3 separate regions of the Rattus norvegicus genome follow, and all the other regions are linked to region 3. The links are chromatin contacts, called in public Hi-C maps. All regions are on one chromosome and are shown on one strand. Each heading gives the region's core, a stretch centred on a gene start, on an enhancer-like site or on the middle of the called end of the contact. The rest is flanking DNA. Distances are from core to core; before and after follow the strand shown. Region 1 has its middle 180 kb from the start of Eif3h. Region 2 overlaps LOC134479728 (a long non-coding RNA gene). Region 3 holds the start of Trps1 (transcriptional repressor GATA binding 1).

Evidence for each region. A called contact is a pair of places that touch in the nucleus more often than the background predicts.
Region 1: a contact with region 3 is called in a Hi-C map of Schwann cells, with 4 times the contacts expected there. The contact joins the enhancer-like site here to the promoter of Trps1 in region 3. A contact is called at or near these places in 1 of 12 Hi-C or Micro-C datasets (Schwann cells) and 1 of 1 datasets of contacts at active chromatin or transcription factors (oligodendrocytes).
Region 2: a contact with region 3 is called in a Hi-C map of mammary epithelial cells, with 2.8 times the contacts expected there. The contact joins the enhancer-like site here to the promoter of Trps1 in region 3. A contact is called at or near these places in 1 of 12 Hi-C or Micro-C datasets (mammary epithelial cells) and 1 of 1 datasets of contacts at active chromatin or transcription factors (oligodendrocytes).

The regions. Positions count from the first base shown.
Region 1 is chr7:84,885,003-84,888,282 of GRCr8, forward strand. No RefSeq gene overlaps it. Among named protein-coding and RNA genes, the nearest start is that of Eif3h, 180 kb to the right of the region's middle. Within about 2 kb of position 1,544, at least 47 of the 93 cell types and tissues checked have an H3K27ac peak or open chromatin away from gene starts, as enhancers often do. A contact at or near this core is called in Schwann cells, where this site is marked.
Region 2 is chr7:84,753,539-84,756,798 of GRCr8, forward strand. The region is part of intron 2 of LOC134479728 (a long non-coding RNA gene); the gene reads right to left. Among named protein-coding and RNA genes, the nearest start is that of Eif3h, 310 kb to the right of the region's middle. Within about 2 kb of position 1,728, at least 10 of the 93 cell types and tissues checked have an H3K27ac peak or open chromatin away from gene starts, as enhancers often do.
Region 3 is chr7:84,029,983-84,033,386 of GRCr8, forward strand. It overlaps Trps1 (transcriptional repressor GATA binding 1), which reads right to left and starts at 1,253. Exons shown (of 7, transcript NM_001134837.1): 1 at 1,086-1,253.

The DNA of each region.
Region 1 (3,280 bases), core at 294-2,793, 860 kb after region 3:
AGAGAAGCTTTCCAGACAGGGTAGACTGTAGCCTTAAGCAATGAGGTACAATGCCCGGAAATCCTAGTTTATTCCCTTTAGAAAGCATATGATACAAAGATTGCACAATGTATTGACCCGGAACCTCCAAGTCATCAATGTGAAGAAAGAAAGAAAGAAAGAAAGAAAGAAAGAAAGAAAGAAAGAAAGAAAGAAAGAAAGAGAGAGAGAGAGAGAGAGAGAGAGAGAGAGAGAGAGAGAGGAAGGAAGGAAGGAAGGAAGGAAGGAAGGAAGGAAGGAAGGAAGGAAGAGGGCTCTAAACATGGGTGAGAAAACAGAGACTACAAACGAGAAAGGAGGCAAAGGAAGGGAGAAAATCAGTTCTGCCTAAGCTGATCGCAACTAGCTTGCATTCATTCAGCTTCTTTCTATCTGGACAAGTAACCCACTCACTCCAAGGGCATTAGCAAAAAGAAAAAATGGCCATGTTATTACAATATTCCTGGGAAGAACAGAGTGGGAGGTGATATTTAGTAGAAGAATTACCTTCTCCCAGGCTCCCAAGTCCACAGTCTCGTGGATTTTAACATGCTACCTCTCCCAGGTCTCTGATTAGACCACACTACACATGCTACCCACCCTAGTCTTAAATATCTTTTCAGCCTTGTAGAGTTAACTATATGGCAGGATCTAAGTATTTGCACCCATGTGAAGCAAAGTAGGCACTCTCCATTAACATCTACATCTCCTAGAGGCCATAAAAGATCATAAACAACACTTTTTCCTGTAACAGACAGGCCAACAGACCATACCTAAGGAATCAGGAGGGGGAATTTTTATGAAATTATTATCCACCAAGAAAATGTTGGCGTTTAGCATGCATCTTGCATGGTGGTAGCTCTTAAGATTCCATACATTTAATGAAGTGGACAGAGTGAAGAAAGATATTATATTCGTGTTCCTATTCATCCACTGAAGTTCCCATCTCTCCCTCTCTGTGAGATGTGAACTATGCCTTCCAGGAGAAAGCAAGTAGCATGAATTTAAAGAAGGGTGTTGACATGACAAAGACTGGGAATGCATCGTGAAGTTCAGCCAATGGAAGCAGCCTCCAGAGCCTTCCAGATAATTCAGGACAGGCTTGCAAATAGATGTACAAAGTTAAGCAACAGAAGAAAAAAATACGGATGGGGAGCCAGACAGGCCCGAAGGTGGAATATTGCTATCTATTATTGTCCTACATTAGACAAGGTTTCTGTGTTGTCATGAAGTAAAAAGTAACTCGTTTAAAGACTTATGTAATTACACCTCCCCCTGGTGACACTTGGCACAGTCCAGGAAACTCTAAGTAGGAATCATTGCGGTGTTGGAAATTAGGAGGAGGCATTTTAAAGAGCTTATTGTGTACCAACAACAGGGACAGGGAGCTGGGAGACTTCACAGCCACAGAAGGAATGACCTAATTTACAAAAGGCTTTGGTGGACAGAAATAAGGCTGCTTCTCTGTGATCCGGGAGAGCAAGCTCAGCCTGGGGAAAGAAAGGTTATTTTATCAGGAAATAAATCAGAAGCCTGGACCATGACTGCTTTTTTCCAGACCCATCTCGGTGATGAGGAGGGTGTGTGTTCAGACCACAGGAATCTCCAAACTTGCCTGCCACCCTATCAGCCCCGAGTGAGACACAAAGCCCACGACTGACGAGAGGCCCGGGCAACAACATGCTGCTTCAGTTTGCGCTTTGTGTCTCTCTGAGTGCGTGTGGTTTCTTTCATTTGTGTTTGTATTTGGCATTTTTTTATTTGTTTGTTTGTGTGGACGGTCTCATTTGGAGGCTGGTGGTTACCGGCCTTCCCTCTGTGTGAAGTGGCTGCCAAGAGGCCTGGTGTCTGTAGCGTTGTGCTTCAGCCTCTCTGGCTTGCAGCCAGGCCTGAGGTGGCAACTGGAGCTTCTACCAGCCTGGCTCAAAAAGTACGTTCCAGTGGGCACTGGGAAGGCCAGCAATACGGGAGCACGTAGGGGCAAGAAACAAGGCCGACGACAACCAACCTGCTAAACAGTCCCCAGAGAAAAAGGCAAGTGTCTGTCACAGAGATGTCACTGAGGAAGAAAAAAAAAAAAAAAAACCTCACTAGGGCTATAAACGTATATAGAAGTGGGGAAGAGCACGGTCTGCCTGGTAGTCAGCACCTCCTTTTTTACTGAAGTAAAAAAATGCATATTTTCCCAGTAAGGATGGGAAGCAGGGCCCAAGGTCCTAGTAGACATCTGGGAAACGACAAAAGAGAAGCCTAGCATTGCGAAGTCAGTTGGACATTTGTCCTTGTTGCAGAGGTGTGTCCCACCTCAAAACCTGAAATAAACTTGAACAGTCCACCTTTAGAAGAAGACGGGGCTATTTTTAAAAGAGGCTTCAGCTTTGAAGTTATTTTAACAGCCTAAGATATAATTTAGTGAGGAGGGTGTGAGGGGAGAAACTGACCTAGGAGAAAGGGAAAGAGCTTAAACACTTTATTTTAAAAAATAAAAATAAAAGTTCTAGAGTTAAATATTGTGACCTAAATATAGGCCTTGGGTCCGTCATCAATCACAGCTCTGTGTGGCTGCTTTGACGAAAAGATTTTTGAATTTTATTTTTGAATAGTATAATTTTCAGATTAAAATTTTCAAACAGAAGTTCAGGACCAAAGGATGATCTTTAAAAGTGGAAACTGCTCCACACATACATCAAAGGGTATGTATGCAGGAGTAAATAAATGTTTCTGCCAATTCTTCACCGTTCCAGGTTTCTGTGCCTTCTCTGTCCGTGCCCTAGAAGGTTCCCTGCTCCCACAGCAGGGCCTGTCTGCCAACTTCATAAATAACATCAGGCCACTGTTTCAATTATCAAATCCCTGTTTTCAGAGATTTAGCCCAGGTAAAAAATGTTTGGGGAACTCAAATTTGGCAGATAGCATCTCAAAGCAACCGTTAATTCTCTAACATGTTTCCAAAGGCAATCATCTTTTAATTGCTGGTTTTCTGATCCTAACATGAAAAAAAGACCTCACAGACAATCAGACAGTGAAATCATTCATTGTGGGTCACAGAGTAGGCAGGCCCATAGCAATTAGATCCTGAGAAGATGCTCTGTCAAACAATGGTACTTTTTCAACTGGACATTCTTTGCAGAAATCATTCAATAAGGAACAAGGGTGGTCAAGAAAAAAAGGGGATGTTGTTACTATGACAACAGACTATAATGGAAGTGGGCAATCCATCACTTCTTCATTTTTTTCCCTTCCCTGAAACCAAGAAAGGTGT
Region 2 (3,260 bases), core at 478-2,977, 720 kb after region 3:
GTTTCCCCAGTAAACTATGATATATGCAACCATTGGGAAGTGCCAGACCCTAGACATTTTTGCAGAGAGTCCAGAACATAGAAGGCCCTCAACAAATAGCATATTAATGACAAAAAAAAGTACCAGTAAGTAATAATGAAGAAATAATGAGTGTCAAATGCACTTTTGCATATCACTTCATCTGCAGGCCTGATTTTAACCCTGTAATTTAAAGGTAGAGAAGTGGGAAAGGAAGAAAACATGAGTGGGAACAGATGTTCACCACTCAGACTTGCTTTGGTTCCAGAGGGGAAAAGAGTTTTAAGGACAATAAGGGATCAGAAAAGAGACTTATGCACATGCAAGAGCTCAGAAATCCATGCTTCCTCCGTAAATAGAACAAGCATGCACTATCTGCCAGGCCCACCACCCAGCTGCCCAGCTGCCCAGCTCCATAGACAGAACAGCCGTGCTTGTGTCCTGAGAGAGGAGAAATCTGTGTATTTACTCTCAGCTATGCACAGCTCACAAAAATCTTTCCGGAGACGATTTCGACAGCAGATTCAGAGATTCCAAGAAGTGGTCTGGGGTGTGATTTTTCAAGTTCACCTTCGTTCCTCTCTAGGCAGAAACAATTATGCTTTTCAAAGGAAAAAAAACTATTTATTTTTAATTAATGGGGGAGGGCATTGCTGGCTTCACGACTTCTTCCTCCCCACCACCCCTCTCCTCAAGTGTTCTCATTTGAATGTTGTCAACTTATCACGTGTTGACTAATCAAAACAAAGGGAATATGTGAGATGACTAAAAGTTTCATGCCAAGTATGAAAACCGCCTGGAGGATGTGGTGGCACCAGCCATTCAAAAGACTCAGCTTCTTTTGGGGAGAAAAGACGGGAGTTGCTTGCAATAGTTGCTTCAGAGACTAAACACGTCTTATTTTAAGATTTCGAGGCGTTACAGGGTAAGGACTTTACTCAAGCAAGGTGGACTGACAAGCACAGTACTTCCTAAAGCCAGGCAGTAGCTGAAATAAATTGGAATCAGCTTCTTTATTCCCACAGGAGACAAAGCTAAGAAGAAAGGATCAGGGAGGGAATTATTTGCTCTTGCTTCCCGCCGCTGCCCCCCAGCCCTTGGCTGCAGTGTGGTTTAATCTAATTTGCATATGAGACTGGGAGTTCCTGGAAGCTCATTCCCCTGTGGCTTCTTGACTCCCACCCTTCTTTCCACCACTGACAGCATGGCAACTGGACACTGAGCATAGGAAAGGCAGCAAGATTCATTTAATCACCTAGAAAACTGGGCAATTATACTGCTCTAAAATAGTGACATCTCCTTCCAGAACCTTCGGTAGTTGCTGAAAAACACATGGGATACTGTATCTGAGAGTGATGCCAGAAAAGGAAAGAGTTAGTGTTTCCTACTAATACATTTTCTCCTTTCAAACTTCAGAAGACTTCACCCCGCCACACCCAGCTACTTATGACTGCTTCCAAGTAGTGACAGCAACTGTTGAAAGATGACATTTTTGCAACCCGTGCGCTGAAACACTTATGGTAAGGTGGCCCTCCCCCAGTAGATCATACACTTCATCATCTCTGTCTGCCTGTCTGTCCAGAGAGGGACGAGGTCCAAGGGGGAGATAACCTGTAGAGACAGCGCTGGATCAAACCTAAGGAGCTGAACCCTGGTGAGCAATCGGTAAGGACTGGCGCCCACCCACTCACCCCCACCCTCGGAAGCTGAGTCATAGACCTGGCCAGTTTGTTTAATCACTTGGAAACTGGTTCGAGTGAACAGGACATGGAGTGATTAGCAATTCAGTCTGGTCTCAGAGCTTCATGTTTTTCAGTGTAATACGCCAACTGCCGACTTTCCCTTGGAGTCAACAGGAAGCAAGAAGAGCAGGCCAAATTTGACACCCCTTGACGTAACCCGTAACCCGGGATGGACTTCAGCCCTCATTGCTCCACCCAGTAACAGAGTTTTTCTTTTTGGTTTTTTTTTTTTTTTTTTTTTTTTTTTAGTTTTTTTTTTTTTTTAAGTAAGCCTTTCTGGCCAAACACTCAAGTACCAAGGATAGAATAAAAAACTTAAGATGGAAAGAAAGTCTGTTTCCTCCTTCCAAGAAGGAGAAAAAGGAGGAAGAAGGGAAGATGTCTCAATTTAGGGTCTGAACACAGTAAGAATCAAAAAGTAAAGGCCAATCCACAAGCTATTAGGCCAACTAGAAATAGACTGGGACTGAGGCAAGTGCAAAATCTATGTTCCTGATTTTTTTTATTCTGCTGTTTTTGTGAAATATCCCCCATTGAGCACAGTAAGACATGGCTATGTAATCAGACCTTATACAAAGGTGCCACTTAGGAAATGATTCCTCTTTCTGATTAACATCACTATGTGCTGATTCACAGTCAACCATTTGCAATTCCAGTTTTGATAGCTAGCAGTGAGATGCAGGATGGGATCATCTCATTCACATGAAGGGCTTAATAACAGGTAAAACATATGTGTCTTTCCACTCACCTCTAATTTCCACCAATTTCTGTATTTCTTCTCCAAACCTTCCCACACGGAGGCCTCGGATTATTTTCCAAAATACCACTGCCTTACGTGTATTTGGCTGCCATCAGGTCATCCATTCTACAGCAAGGCAAGGCTAAGGTTAATAAGCCACTGCTGTAAAGAGGCGGGTTATCGTTATTTTGCCAGCACAGCAAGAAGACATCTGAATTGAAGAATTTCTCACATAACCCTAGGTGGGATGATCTTTAAAACAAAATGAATTCTCATTGTGAGACGGCCCCTAAAGTTCGGACAGAAAACCAAATAGCCCTTGTTTTAGTTGCTTTTCTATTGTCATGACAAGACACCATGGCCAAAGGAATTTGTAAAAGAAAGCATTGTGATTGTGGCTCAGAATTCCAGAAGGTTAGTGTTCATTCAAGGCCATCATGGTGGGGAGCCTGGCAGCAGCCATGTCATTAAGACACGCCACTAAGACATCCTCATCCACAAGGAGGCAGAGAGAGCTAACTGGAAATGGTGTGATCTTTAGACACTGCAAAGTCCACTCCCCTACCAGTGACATCACCTCCAGTAGGGCCACACCTTCTAATCTTTCACAGTTCCACTCACTGAGGACCAAGCATTCAAATATATGAGCCTATGGGGTTGGGAGAGGACACTCTCATTCAAACCACCACAGCCCTGCAATGGAAACGCTCACGTTTCCTCCATATTCCCTATAAGACCTCGGTGTTTCTCTTTCTTGTCCT
Region 3 (3,404 bases), core at 3-2,502:
GAATGATCACTTCTTTGTAACCTTGTCTCAGGCCCCTTATCTGTATTTTTGCTTTTGTACTGATTATCTGTTCCAGGCCCTTCCCTGTTCACCTGGAGAGCATACAAAAGTTCAATGAATCGGCCTAACTTGTGTCTGATTTTACTTCTTCGCTCGGCCAGTCTCTCTTCACTTACCTTGTTTAAAATGCTAGCGGTGATTTCCCCAAACCGGATAAAGGATGGATATTCTATCTTAATTTGGATTCATCATTAAATCCATAGCTCTTACTCAAAAACTTTCAAAAGATCAAATCTGAGGCCTAAAAAGATATGGGGAAGTCAGCCAGGTCTTAAAATGTTGTGAGTCCAAGCAAGATTCTCTCTGAAGCCCCCATAAGTAAGTCCTCCGGTCCTTCACTTCAATGGCTTTAGGATCCTAGAGCCATAAAACAGTTAGTGACTTCCCTGGTGAAAGGGGAAACACCACCATCTCAGACAGGTACTCACAGAAAAAGCTTTCCCAGCCACAAAAACAGCTTTGCACTTCAAACAGCTCCCACCTCTGCTTCACCCTCAAATTATTCATGGGGTCCTATAATCCTGGAGTTATTTGGAGGGATAGAGGTGTTTGCCTTGGCCTTTCAAAGATGCGTTTCAGACTCTACAGCCCAAACAGGAACTAGACAGAAAGCAAAGAGCCTGTCTGCCTGCCTGTCCCACCGCTGTCAGGCGTTTAATCACTAGCCCGTGTCCCCTGACCCGCTCGACACATGGCGCATCAACCGCACCACAGAGGAAGTCTGCCCCTTGCTCAGCCCCTGCGGAAGCGCCCTGGCTACAAGGCCCTGCCTCATGGTACCGACAGGGCACAGACCCCTGGGCCCAGGCTGCCCTGGGCTGCCCAGAGACGGGTATAGCAGGAGATGATGCCACACTCTCTCCCTCCAGCCCAGCTGGGCCTTTAAGGGAAAAAAGTTTGAAGCCTGGCTTTGCAAACTAAACTCTTCAAAGCCAAAGGCAGTCTATGCTGTTTTACCACTTTGTGGGCCACTCCAAGACCCCTCTCAGAAACCCTCCCTACCCTCCCAAGTTCACCCAACTTACTACTCTGCATGCCGGTGCCTAGTCTGCTCCCCGTTTGCCAGGAGCCCCCAGAAAACTTGCAGCGGCGGCGGCGGCGGCCCCTCGGGTCCAGCCACCTCCAGATCCTCTGCTGCTCCCGGTAGGAGAGAATTAAAATCAGCCAGCAAGAGACAGCGAGGGGGAGTGGGGCTGGGAGGGGGAGGGGGCACCGGCCTGAAACTTCTTTTTTTGGCAAATCGGGATTTGTTTTTCCTCCTCCCCGGCGGCTGAACTTGACCCTCCTGACTCTGGGGGCTACTGCAGTTTGAAGTCGCTCTGGTTTCCAAGGCTCAGATGCCTTAGACCCAGCAAAGGGAAAAGAGGAATTGGGGGAGTGGGGGTGTAAGGGGAACAGAAGAGAAGAAAGAAAGAAAGAAATCACACGCGCAAAGGGGGGTGGGGGGGAGGAAGAAAGAAAATGCGTGTGAAACCCGAGAAGCCTGCGCTTGGCTTGCTGCACACTCTCTCCCTCGGCTGTGCTTTTTTTTTTTTTCAAAGAAAGTCACTTTTAATTCCCAGGGCTCCCCGCTCGCGATCGCCCACATTTTGCGCACACTCGCGCGGGCGCAGCGCTGGCGGAACGGCGCCCCGGCCGGCTGAGCCCGCGCCCCCCGGCCTGCCCGGCTCCCCCTTACCTGTTGATTAATCGTCAGGAACACCCTCCGCAGCCCGAAAGATGGTGGCGCGGCGGCCAGAGCCATGAACCGTCTTCTGTTGTTTGCAGAGTTGATCTTGGATTATTGGGGGGGGGGGGAGAAAAAGGTCTTTCCTGCCTCCCCCCCTTTCCCTTCCCTCCCCCCCCCCAGGAAAAAAAAGAGAGCGCGAGAGAAAGAGAAAGGAAATAGAGCTAGGATGTGCCCGGTGCCGGGTGGGAGAGGGGAGGGGGTGTTGTTGGGGTTTTTTGTTGTTGTTGTTGTTGTTTAAAAAAAAAAAAAAGGCAAAGGCGAGAGAGCGATCAGGAGGACGCGAGGTCCGGAGCCACCGAGCAGCAGCGAAAAAGAGGACGCTGGAGATTGCAATGAGATCGGGTCTTTATCAGAAATGTTATCGCTTGTCAGGACCTCACTCTCCGCGCATTACGTCAGTTTCAAGACACCAACACTATTAATATCAAAGGAGCCTTCGCGGAGGAAAGCGCCACCCCAGACCGAGCTCCCTTAAAGAGACAGGCGCGTCCCCGCGCCGCCGCCGCCCCGCCCGGCCCCGAGCACCCGCCGCCGCCGCCCGCGGGACCGGCCGGCCGCACCAGCCCGCGACAACTGGGGACCGCGCGCGGCTCGTCCCGCCCCGCCCCTCCCCCACCGGACGAGCTGGGGAGGAGGGAGACTGCGTTGCCCTGGCCGAGGGCCTGGAGACCGGGACCTACCTTGTGGGGCGCGGAGGGCAGTGCGTGGCAGCCGAGGCGATGCTGCCCAGATACTGGAGATGCTGTCCTAGAGAATGCCAAGAACTCTCAAAGTGCTTTTTACCTTTCCCTCTAGCTCTCAATTAAAGGACGCAGGATCTGTGTGTGCGTGTGCGCCCCCCTCCCCCGCCCTTTATCTGTGGCTGGAAGTCCTAGGATACCTCGGCCGTGGTCAGGATTTCCCAGGCTTTGGATGGTAGGAGGGCTTCAGGAGAACAACTTGAACTCTATCCTGAGTTGGAGAAGTGTGGACTGAGGTTGCTATGGTTTTCTGAGCTGAGAAGCCAGAAACTCAATGGGTGCTTTAAGGGGGTACCACAAAACAGATAAAATGGGGACATTATTCAGCCACGGCCAGGTTAATACATGCTGGTCTTTGGGGTTTTCGAAGCAGATAAGGAACTCTGAATGAGGCATGAGATACTTTTCTTAGCACTTCTCTTGTTAAGAGAAATTGCCTCAACATAAAGTTCATGAAATGAACAGGCTATCTTTCCCTTTAACTTCTAAAGATCAACAATGCATAAAACATTACCAAGACAGGATTCAAAGTATAGGAGGTGTTAAAAACTAAGTAAACATTTCTTGGGCTTTTGGACTTCATTTTCTTCAGTTGGGTGACTTTAAGTGGTATGTTTTTCCTTAGTGAAAGTCAGCTTAAACTAATTTGGTGCTAAAAGAAGAAACATCCTTCTCTGAACTACAAAGTGATTAAAATTAGAAATTTAGAGAGGTACTATCACGAATCTGAGAGCTGAAGGTGCAATGATTTTCCCCCAAATATTTTTCACTGATTCGTGTATCTTTTTGCAGAGTGTTTTCCAGACATGCTATTGTAAGAAGTGAAAAAGTGAATCAAATACACACACACACAGACACACACACATATATATCTT